Linked DNA regions of Gossypium hirsutum: region 2 is linked to region 1. Evidence: chromatin contacts called from public Hi-C data. All regions are on one chromosome and are shown on one strand. Each heading gives the region's core, a stretch centred on a gene start, on an enhancer-like site or on the middle of the called end of the contact. The rest is flanking DNA. Distances are from core to core; before and after follow the strand shown.

Evidence for each region. Hi-C and Micro-C count contacts between places; a contact is called where the count stands out from the background.
Region 2: a Hi-C map of leaf shows a contact between it and region 1, with 3 times the contacts expected there. The contact joins the enhancer-like site here to the promoter of LOC107945899 in region 1. A contact is called at or near these places in 6 of 34 Hi-C or Micro-C datasets (callus, hypocotyl, leaf and 1 more).

The regions. Positions count from the first base shown.
Region 1 is chrD12:41,525,681-41,530,509 of Gossypium_hirsutum_v2.1, forward strand. It overlaps LOC107945899, which reads left to right and starts at 3,544. Exons shown (of 7, transcript XM_016880048.2): 1 at 3,544-3,895; 2 at 3,982-4,105; 3 at 4,426-4,600. The coding sequence starts at 4,580. It overlaps LOC107945900 (homeobox-leucine zipper protein ATHB-7), which reads right to left and starts at 564. Exons shown (of 2, transcript XM_016880050.2): 1 at 91-564; 2 at 1-11. The coding sequence starts at 489.
Region 2 is chrD12:41,590,090-41,595,216 of Gossypium_hirsutum_v2.1, forward strand. No RefSeq gene overlaps it. Among protein-coding and RNA genes, the nearest start is that of LOC107945897, 8.2 kb to the left of the region's middle. Within about 2 kb of position 3,627, at least 9 of the 9 cell types and tissues checked have an H3K27ac peak or open chromatin away from gene starts, as enhancers often do. A contact at or near this core is called in hypocotyl and leaf, where this site is marked.

The DNA of each region.
Region 1 (4,829 bases), core at 2,294-4,793:
AGCTTCTGCAACTGTTAAAATAGGGATATTCATGTTAGTGCATATAAAAAGGTTTAATATTTGATGTACTGATTGTGTAAAAAGTAGTACCTGAAAGGCTAAAGCTTGTTTTTCTTTCTTTAAGCTCTCGTACTTGGAAGCTAAATTATCATAATTGGATTGTAACATGGTGTAGTCACGTTCGAGTTGCTTCGATTTCCGTCTAGCTCGTTTGTTCTGGAACCATATAGCTACTTGCCTTGGTTGTAACCCCAAGTCTTTAGCTACCTCCAACTTCTTCCTTGGCTCGAGCCTCGACTCTGATTCGAACATCGATTCTAAGGACCGGATTTGTTCGTCGCTGAACCTTCTCTTGTTCTTGTTGTTGTTCTTCTTCTTGGTCGTAGTAATTTCAGGCATGCCGGAAAATGGATCTTCTATGATCCTTTGTGTATATTCTCCTACAAGGATTTGATCTTCTTTCTGTGGTTGAATATGATATGATCGCATTTTTAGAACCCCATAAACCAAAGCATATCTATATCTTGGTCTTGGGGTTTGAGATTGGATTTCTTGTTCTTGCTAGCTACCCTTGTTTATATATGTGTATGTATGTATGTATGTATGTTTATGCATATATGGATTTTTAAGTGATGAGGTATAGTGCTTTTCCTTTTTTGCCTTCTCTTACAAATTATTACCAATTTTCCTTTTGTTTTTTTCTTTGCTTAATCTGTGGGTAAGTGGAAGTCTCGAGGTGTGTGAACATTTAAGGTGGAAAGTAAGGCTCAAAAAATATTTTATAATTTCTTTATTTATTCTCTTAAATAATTTTACATTTTTTTATAAACCTATCATGTTTTTTTAACTCCACAAATGAGTTAAGAAACTACCATGAGTCTCATTTTTTAATTTTTAATTTGTAATTACTATTTAAAGACAAATGACAATTTTTTAATTACTATTTATGTCACACATCACGTTTGCCTAAACCCTTCTTTGTATGAAATATGAGGTTTGAATTTTATTTAAATTCATTTATATCTACAAATATCTAATCTAAACTTATTTTAAGGTCGCCTATATTATTATTTTTATCATTTTTAATTTAGTATTTAATAATTTATTACTTGTGTCCTTTTTGGAGTTAATTTTTTAATTTTAATTTTTATTAATTAACTAAATTATATAATAAATATATTAAAATTACTAAGTTCAAAGTTTTTGAAATATATATTTTAAAATTTATCAATAATAAATTTAAAATAATAACAAGTCAAAGTAAAAAAAAATTGACCACTAAATATTAAGATGGGACAAGTTTATTGAGATTAAGGGACTACGTTTTTACTTTTAGTAAAATGTTGAACATAAATGATTTAATATTTTTTTAATGTTTACAATATTGTAGTTTATATTATTTATATTTAATTTTTATATGACATAAATGATATAATATATAAAAAATAAATTGAATAATTGGAAATTGGGCTAAATTGAATTAAGTTACTGTTTTGAATATTGTAGATTAAGGGTGAGTTTAGATGGGCGGTACGTTTACCTACGGTTAGTGTAAAAATAGCGGTGGTAGTGAAATTATATACTGTAGCGATACTGTAGCATGAGATAAAAAGTAAGCAAAACGCACCGCACCCAATCGCCTATCCAAACCCACCCTAAGTTTGACTCATATTTTAAATAGATTTATTTATTTATTTTGTTCAATTCCACTTTTTAAATCTAATATTTTTATTCAAATCTTTTTAAGTTTCAAATAGAATTTTAAACTTATACGTAGAACAAATTTATAATAAAAAAATAAATTCATAAAAATGTATAGTATAATAGAATTTAATAAAAAAATAAAGTTAAATAAATCATTTTTATCTAATTTTTATTTTTTATATAAATTTTTGATAAATATATTTCTTATTTTTATATTAAAGTTTACATAATTTAGACTAAATTAGTATAAATTAATCACTATTTTCTTAAACTTCGTAATATTCTTTAGCAATAAAACCAGTTGCCTTGGGACAAATATCTTCCACACATGAGCCATAGACCAATAGTGACTTAACACGCGGAAGTTCATCAGTCAAAAAACTTGGTATCACCTTACGTGGTGTTTAAGGTTGAGGTGACGTGTCTAAAATCTTGTGGTTCAAAAAGATTGGCTTATAATAAATGGGACACGTGTCCAACTTTTGGTCCAATATCGTATCTTATTGAAAGTCTGCTTGTGGGGACAATGTACAGGTGTCTGTCTCACTTGGCTTTTTCCTACGTCACTGTCTGCAGGCCACGTGGTGTGCAAAAACAATTTTTTTTATTTTTCAATTTTTAAGACATTATTTGGGTCTTAATCTTATGATTTGTAATGTCAAGATTCAATAAGAAATGGATGTACCAACAACAAGGTGGAAGAATATAGGGTTTTATTTATTTATTTGATTAAAACTACGTATAATCAATGTTGGATTTGAATAAATTTTTAGTTGACATCATTAATTGAGAATCTATGACACATTGATATTTGAAAGTTATCCATAAAAGTAGGATAGAGATCATATATGTTCTATGTTTATGTAATTTTAGTGTATGATCTGAGTTCTTGAAAAGGGAAAATAAAAAGCCTTTGAAGGTGTTAAAAGAAAGCCTCATAGAGAGATTAGGTTAGGGCAAAATTGTATATGGGTCAGGCTATTTAGTTGGGTCTAAAGATTTACTTGAAAAGTAGGAGGGTTTATGTAAAAATATAGGTCTAAAAAAATAGATTTGGATAAAAAATAAGGTTCATTTAGAAAATAGGCTGGGCATCAAATAAGGCTTTTTTGGCCTAGGCCTGGCCCGAATATGAAAAAAAAAACCTACTATTTTTTTTTATTTTCTTGTTGTTTTCTCACTATTTTGCTACAATTTCACTATTATGTTGTTACTATTTTGTTGTTATTGTTTGAATATTGTATAACTCTTGTTTTATTGTTAATTTTGATACTATTTTAGAGACATTTGCTTGTTAAGCTGCACTTGTCTTAGTGTTATTTAAGTATATATATATTTAATTTATTTTAATGTATTGGGAAACATTTATTTTATTGTTTTTAGTATTTTTTTAAAAAATTATATAAAAATTTAATATTAACCAGGCTTGGATAAAAATTTAGGCCCATTTTTTGGGCCAAACCCGACCTAGCAAATGGACATAAATTTTTGGTTGGGCTCGGCCCGAACTTAGCCAGGCCCATGGACACCTCTAGTTAAGAGTGGTTAGGGGGAATTTAGAATTTTTATTAGAGGCTGGAATTAATTATAATTTTTTTATTGATTAAAATATAAGTTTATCATATATTAATTTATAATTTCATCATTTTTGAAGGGACTAAACATAATTTTTTTCTTTTTTAGAGGATTAAAGTACAATATTATTATATATTAATTTATAATTTCTTTATTATAAGAGGATTGAATTGAAAAATTTTCATTTGGGGCAAAATATAATTTTATTATATATTAATTTATAAGTTTTCTATTTATAAAAAATGACTGGATTAAAAAAATAATAATTTTGGGAGGGCCTCGGCCCTTGGCTACCACCCTCATATTCGCTTCTGAGGGTGACACAAAATTTACAGCATGTTTGGTTGGGGGAATAGGAATGCATTCCCCCAATTCGGTGGGCCCACCACCAAACTTTAGTTTGGTTGGCTGTAATGATATTATAGCCTGAATCCATTCCAGCTCTATGACGGAAAAATATTGAATAGGCATTCCCTCCCTTCACCAATGAATAGCTATTCAACGCTTCCAGTAATATACAAAATTATTTTTCTTTCCTTTTCTACCCATTTTACATTCTCTTCAAACTCCCAACTCCCATATGAGATTTTTTCCAATAAATCTCAAAGATTATCATGTGAGTATGAAATTTTTGTGTTTTATTTAAACTTTCTCTTCTTACTTTCTTTTTACCCTCACCATTCTCTCAATATACCTGTGTAGAACGTTTGGAGTAAGCAAGAAGAGGGGTTTGAAAGAACAACAGCAGCAGCCATGGCAAAGAAGATCAGCGTAACAAAGAAAGCCTTGATTCCAGGTTTTATCAAACCCTCAAGAATGTCTAAGGGTACCTCTTTCTAATCGTTCCAATTTCCCATTACTTTTCCTCCTCTATTTTCTTTCTGGTTTCTCAATGTTGATTTTGGATTGTTCTTTTTCATTAGATTTAGAGAAATACCTTCTGATCTTTCGAATTTCAGTTTTGATTCTGAATTCCCGTGGAAGAATTTTTCCTCTTTAGGTGGAATCATAGGCATCACAGGAGTTGTGTTTTATGTGGTCTTTATGCAATGTTTTGCTGGCATTGAAGTTCAACAATTGATACTCATTTCTTATTTTTTTTCCTAATTCAACCTTAATCTGTATTTTTTCTGATTTCTCCTGTAGGGCATTCACTGTATTAGGAAAGCTGAAGCCGGAAGATGCTGTTCAGGCTACGCTTTCTTCTCTACCTGATGAAGTTGTGGATACTATTGGTGTTATAGCTCTACCATCTGAAGATTCTGTTTCGGAAAGGAGAAGGAACCTGGAGTACCTTGAGATGCAGGAAGAACTGATCAAGGTTGAAAAAGGAATATGTTTTATATTATTTTTCATATGAATAGTCTCCTCTATTGTAAGTTGTTTATTATTTTTGCCTCATATGGGGCTCAGTTGACCCTGCTTGCTTTGAAGGAGTTTAATATAATCTTAGCTTTAAATAGAGGCATTTAGTCTTGAAGTTTTCTGCTTAGCTTAAACAAAAAACCCAAAAGCAATATTCCTGGTCTTATGCAGTTCTTTGAATTTCA
Region 2 (5,127 bases), core at 2,377-4,876, 64 kb after region 1:
CCATTTAGGAAATGGGGGCAACATTGGCTTCAAATAGAAGGGGGACACCACATGTGCATTAAATAGACTTTGATATAGTTCGCTATATGACATCGGTATAGGCGTGAGCTGAGGCCCTTCTGTATTTATCTTCGTGTAAGATCCTCGCTTTAAAGGGCTCTGATGGCTAGTAGTAACCGTCTTTGGCTGGCTTGTGGCAATCGACTTTGAATAACCCTTGTATATCCACTCGCATTATTCACCTCATTTTTCCTTTTCCTTGGGACGTTTAAAGTATTATTTGAGAGTTCCACTCTTGCCCTTTCTGCTTGTAACGATCTTTAAATTGTTTTGGGAACTCTACCCTCGCCTGTTCTGTTTCTGCTAGATCATAAAGGACAACATGATTAGTTAAATTGCCCCTCGGGTTGGAACCTGAGCCAATCTAAAAATTCACTGGTGTCGAGGTGCTAGTCTGATATTGGGGTCGGATGTTAACCATTACCCTTTGTGGATATGCATTTGGTTGTGCTTGGGTATTTTTTGGGGTGAAGCTTGGAGGATATGTAGGGTCCTCATTATCATCTCCAATGTGAACCATTGGGCTCTTTCCTCTTTCTAACCCTCTAGCCAATAACTGGGTTAACTGGCACATCATATTTCTTTGGAATTCTAACAACTGATCCCTTATATCTTGTTGAAATTTGGTCAATTGCTCCTGCATCTGTATTTGCATTTACTCTAATTTCTCCAACCTTTGGTCCATTTCTCTAGTCTTTGCTTGGGTGCAGTAAAGGTATTAGTTTTCCAAATTAACTGAAACAATTTTACTCAATTAGGCTATTTTAATGGATTTTAATGCATATGATGTCATGTAATGCAAATGCATGAAATGAATACATAAAAAGACGTTGATTCTGATTCAATTGCCTTTAGAAAACTTTACTAGAAGATAAATTTCTTTACATAAAACGGATACATATACGGCTTTGCCTTCGATCATCCGGATATTAAAATGCATCTTGCGAATTTTTCAATAGACATCTACTAGCTTCTTTTGCTTGATCCAGGTCGCAACTCCTTGCTCATTCATGCTCATGAGCTTCTTTAAAAAGGTTGGGATGTTTGACAACTCTTGAATAATCTTTGCTAACTTGAATCTTCAGGCAACGTAGCAAGGTCGTATACTCCTCTTGTTACACTTCTCGTATCATGTTTTCTTGGACTATATTCGGACAACCGTATTGACTTCCAATTTATCAAGAAATCCATTTTCCATGACAAGCTCTCTATTTAGCAAACAAACGTGAATCAACACCTCTTTTCTATGATGAAATGCCATGCAGTCAAAATGTCATGTAGCCAAAAACAAAACATAACAAGTTAGTATCAGGTATAAACGTTGAATCCAATACAATCAAGAAATAATAAAACACTTATTAGGGTATCTACTAGGGTTCAGTGTAGTTCTACTTAGGGTGAGTTCCTAAGGTTCACTATATGAGGTTTGGCTTCTAGAGCAAAGGTACCCGAACCAGCAGATTTCTCGATCCTCACCCATTATAGGCTCATATGGACCGAGTTCAGTTCAGGGGAATACATTTCTCTATGGCTGTACGGAGATGAAAATCTCACGAAGACATAGGTACGGATGTATCCCAAAAGCGGTCCACTATCCTGCACGGAGGTGAAAACCTCACGAAAGACTAGTTTATCACTTCCACTTAGAGGGGTAAAATTGACCAACCTATGCAATGCAAAATACAAATACACATTAACATATTTGGACCAACCAAACAAACATATTATGATCAAAATCATGAAAATAATGCATAAGGGGGAATCGCGATTTTAAAACAAATTTTGATTGCTCGACCGAAAGACAAAAATTAATCAATTTACGGCTCGACTCTCTAACCAGTCCCCAGCGGAGTCGCCAAGTTGTCGAAACCAATTTTTTGAAAACAAAGATTTAGTTGACTTTAAAAAATAAAAATTAGAGTCGCCACCGATCCTTGATGGAGGTGTGATCGGCTCACCTTAAAAACGGGTTTGGTCTACGAAACTTGAAAAAATGGGTTCGGGAGCCAGTTACGCACGAGGAAGGGGTTAGCACCCTCGTAACGCCCAAAACCGATACCAAATTGATCGTTTAATGTCTTGGTGTCGAAAATTTGAAAAGATTTTAAAAGAAAACTTTTTTATCCTGAATGAATTTAAAAAATGAGACGTTCTTATTTCAAAGAATTTAAACGTCACACCCAGTAAGTTAGGGCGCAACATTTTTAATCTTCAAAATTAAGTTTGTCTTTTGATTTTTAAAACTCGTGCATTTAAACCTAAGAAGGATATTCGGTTATTTAGGTAAAATGAAGAGAATCGAAACCCAGTAAGTTAGCGTACAATTTCTCAAAATTCCAAATACCAAACATTGCCTTTATTTATTTACCTTTTTTAAAAATTCTTATTTCGAGATGACAAAATGTCATGTCCAGTGAGTTAGGACCCAACATTTTTGAATTCCCGAGAATAAGCTTTTATTTGAATCCGTGTGATTTTATTGCAAAATAAATACTTGGCTCTCTAAATTCATCGAAAAAACAATCGAAATCCAGTAAGTTAGGACATGATCTTTCTCGAGAATCATGAATGCCAAATATCTTGAAAATTTACAAAATAAGATGATTTTAATGCTTTAATAAAAACCAACATTGTTTCCTTTAAAAGTATGATAAAATGTTTAATGTACAACATGAAACCAAACTTTAATTTAAATTATACATGTATATGTACTATAAAATGTCAATGCATATATATACACATGTATACAAAAATTATAAAAATAAAATAAAATAATATATATAAAACATATACATGTATTTACAAAAAAAATAAAAAATTGTATAAGTATAATATAGTAGTAACTTATGAAAATATGAATATATATGTATATATAAAAAAATGCGAAAAATATATTTAAAATAATTTTGAATAGTGTATAAATATATATTATAAAAAATATATATGGATTATATGGTATGGAAAATGTATAAATATTATAAAATATAAATGTATATACGTGTATATATATATAAAGACTAAGAAAATAAAATAATAGTAAAATATATAAAATATGTATATGTATTTATTTAAAAAAACATTTAAAATATATACATATATATATTATAAGATATATATGCGTGTACATACCTATAGGCATAATAATAAAATAATATAATAATAATTAATATAACAAAATTAATAATATAAAAAAACTGAAAAAAAAACTAAAACAACAGATTAGGGATTAAATTGAAAGTAAACAAAAACTCAGAGGCAGATTTAAAATAAATAAAATGCAAATGGGCCAAATAGAACACGCGTTTAACAGTGGAGGACCAAAAGGGAAATTAATCCCTTCCTCCAAAACGCTGCGCAACAACCTGGATTAAATTGAAACAGTAATAGAATATGCAGCAAAATTTAAAAGAAATAAAAAAATTAATTTAGACACATTATAAAACAAGGGGACTAATCGCGTAAATAAACCAGAGCAGTAAAAAACGCAGGTCTGGTCGGGTTCTGGGTCGGGTCACATGGGATATTGGGTTACACTAATACGGTGCCGTTTTTCAAACCAAATAAATCTCATTCAAACCCTAATCAAAACCCTATTCCCCTTTTCAGCAACGGCAACCGCAAGGACTGCTTTCTCCCCCTCTCTGCTCCTCACCGAAACCTCCTCCCTTTTCAACTCCGATTCAGACGAAACGCAACAAGGGCATCGACGACGCGCCACTACTAGTAAGAACCTCTCCTCTTCCACTTCGTTTATTTATTTTAAGAAACAAGTAAAAGAAAACAAAGAAACGGTAAAAGGAAAAAAAACAGAACCAAATAAAAAAACCAACAAGGGTGACGTGGGGCGGAAGCGGTTGCTGCGGTGCCAAGGCTAGGAAGAAGGCTGCTGTTGAAGACTCTAGGTTTCCAAATTTTTCAGTTTCGGGCTGATTTGGATTGTAGGGTAATCGGGCTACATCCATGTAAAAATGGACTATTTACTATTTTATTTGGGCTTATTTTTGGTTTGTAATATGGATATTATTTGAATTTGTTCTGTTTTCTGCTTATGCGGGCTCGGGCCCAAAATTGAGTATTATAGTGTTGATTGAGCTATAGCCCGTTCGACATTAATATTGTTGTTAATGTAAGAAAATATAAGTTTGAGTGTTCTAAAGTGTATTATACTTTAGAAAAAGTTATAAATAATTCTAAATTTAATATGAAAGAGCAAAAATTATAACAAACAAAAAAATAGTTGTGGGTGTTAGTGAATGAATAAAGGTAGGTGATGGGAATTGAAAGAGGTGTCGAGAGAGAGTGAAGAATGAAAGTCAGTAAATGGACGGTGGGTTCAATTAATACCCCTCTCCCTGTTTTTGGGGTTTAGTTTTATGTAACTCCTTTCATTCATCCCAAGGGTTCTTTTTAGGGTTTATATATATATTTTTATACTTTAATTTTGTTTTAGTGTTTGGATTAAAATATATAATATGTTTGTATTTTTAAAATTTTGGTAATGAGTTCTTATATTTTTATATTCAGAAATTTAATTTTTTATTTTAAAATTTAAGTCTAATAATTCTTTTTTTTTCTAAAACAATTAGGTTCATCGCAATGTCATATGTGAGGTTTTAAAAAAAAAAAGAATTTAAAATGTTACACCAATAAATTTAATAAAAAATTAACGATATTAACAATTGGACCTAAATTTTAAAATATCAAAAAGAAATGAATTAAAGTTTTAAAAATAAAAATACATGAACTAAATTTCAAAATTTTAAAGAGTACAACGTTTAATCTAGCACATGAATTGTAAATTTCAAAATTAAAGGTGTAAAGGAACTAGGATAAATTAAAAAATATTAACTAAATTTACATATGTAATATAAGACTAATAACATAATTTAATTAATATCGTTTGAGTCAAGACTAAAATATTAAAATTTAACAAATATAGAAATTAAAATTTACCAACTTGAAAAATATTAAAATTAAAACTATAATAGATATTAAAATTTTACTTTTTCTATGTTTTCTGTAGGGCACACACATCTGCATGCCCTCAAAACCAGACATTATAGGGAA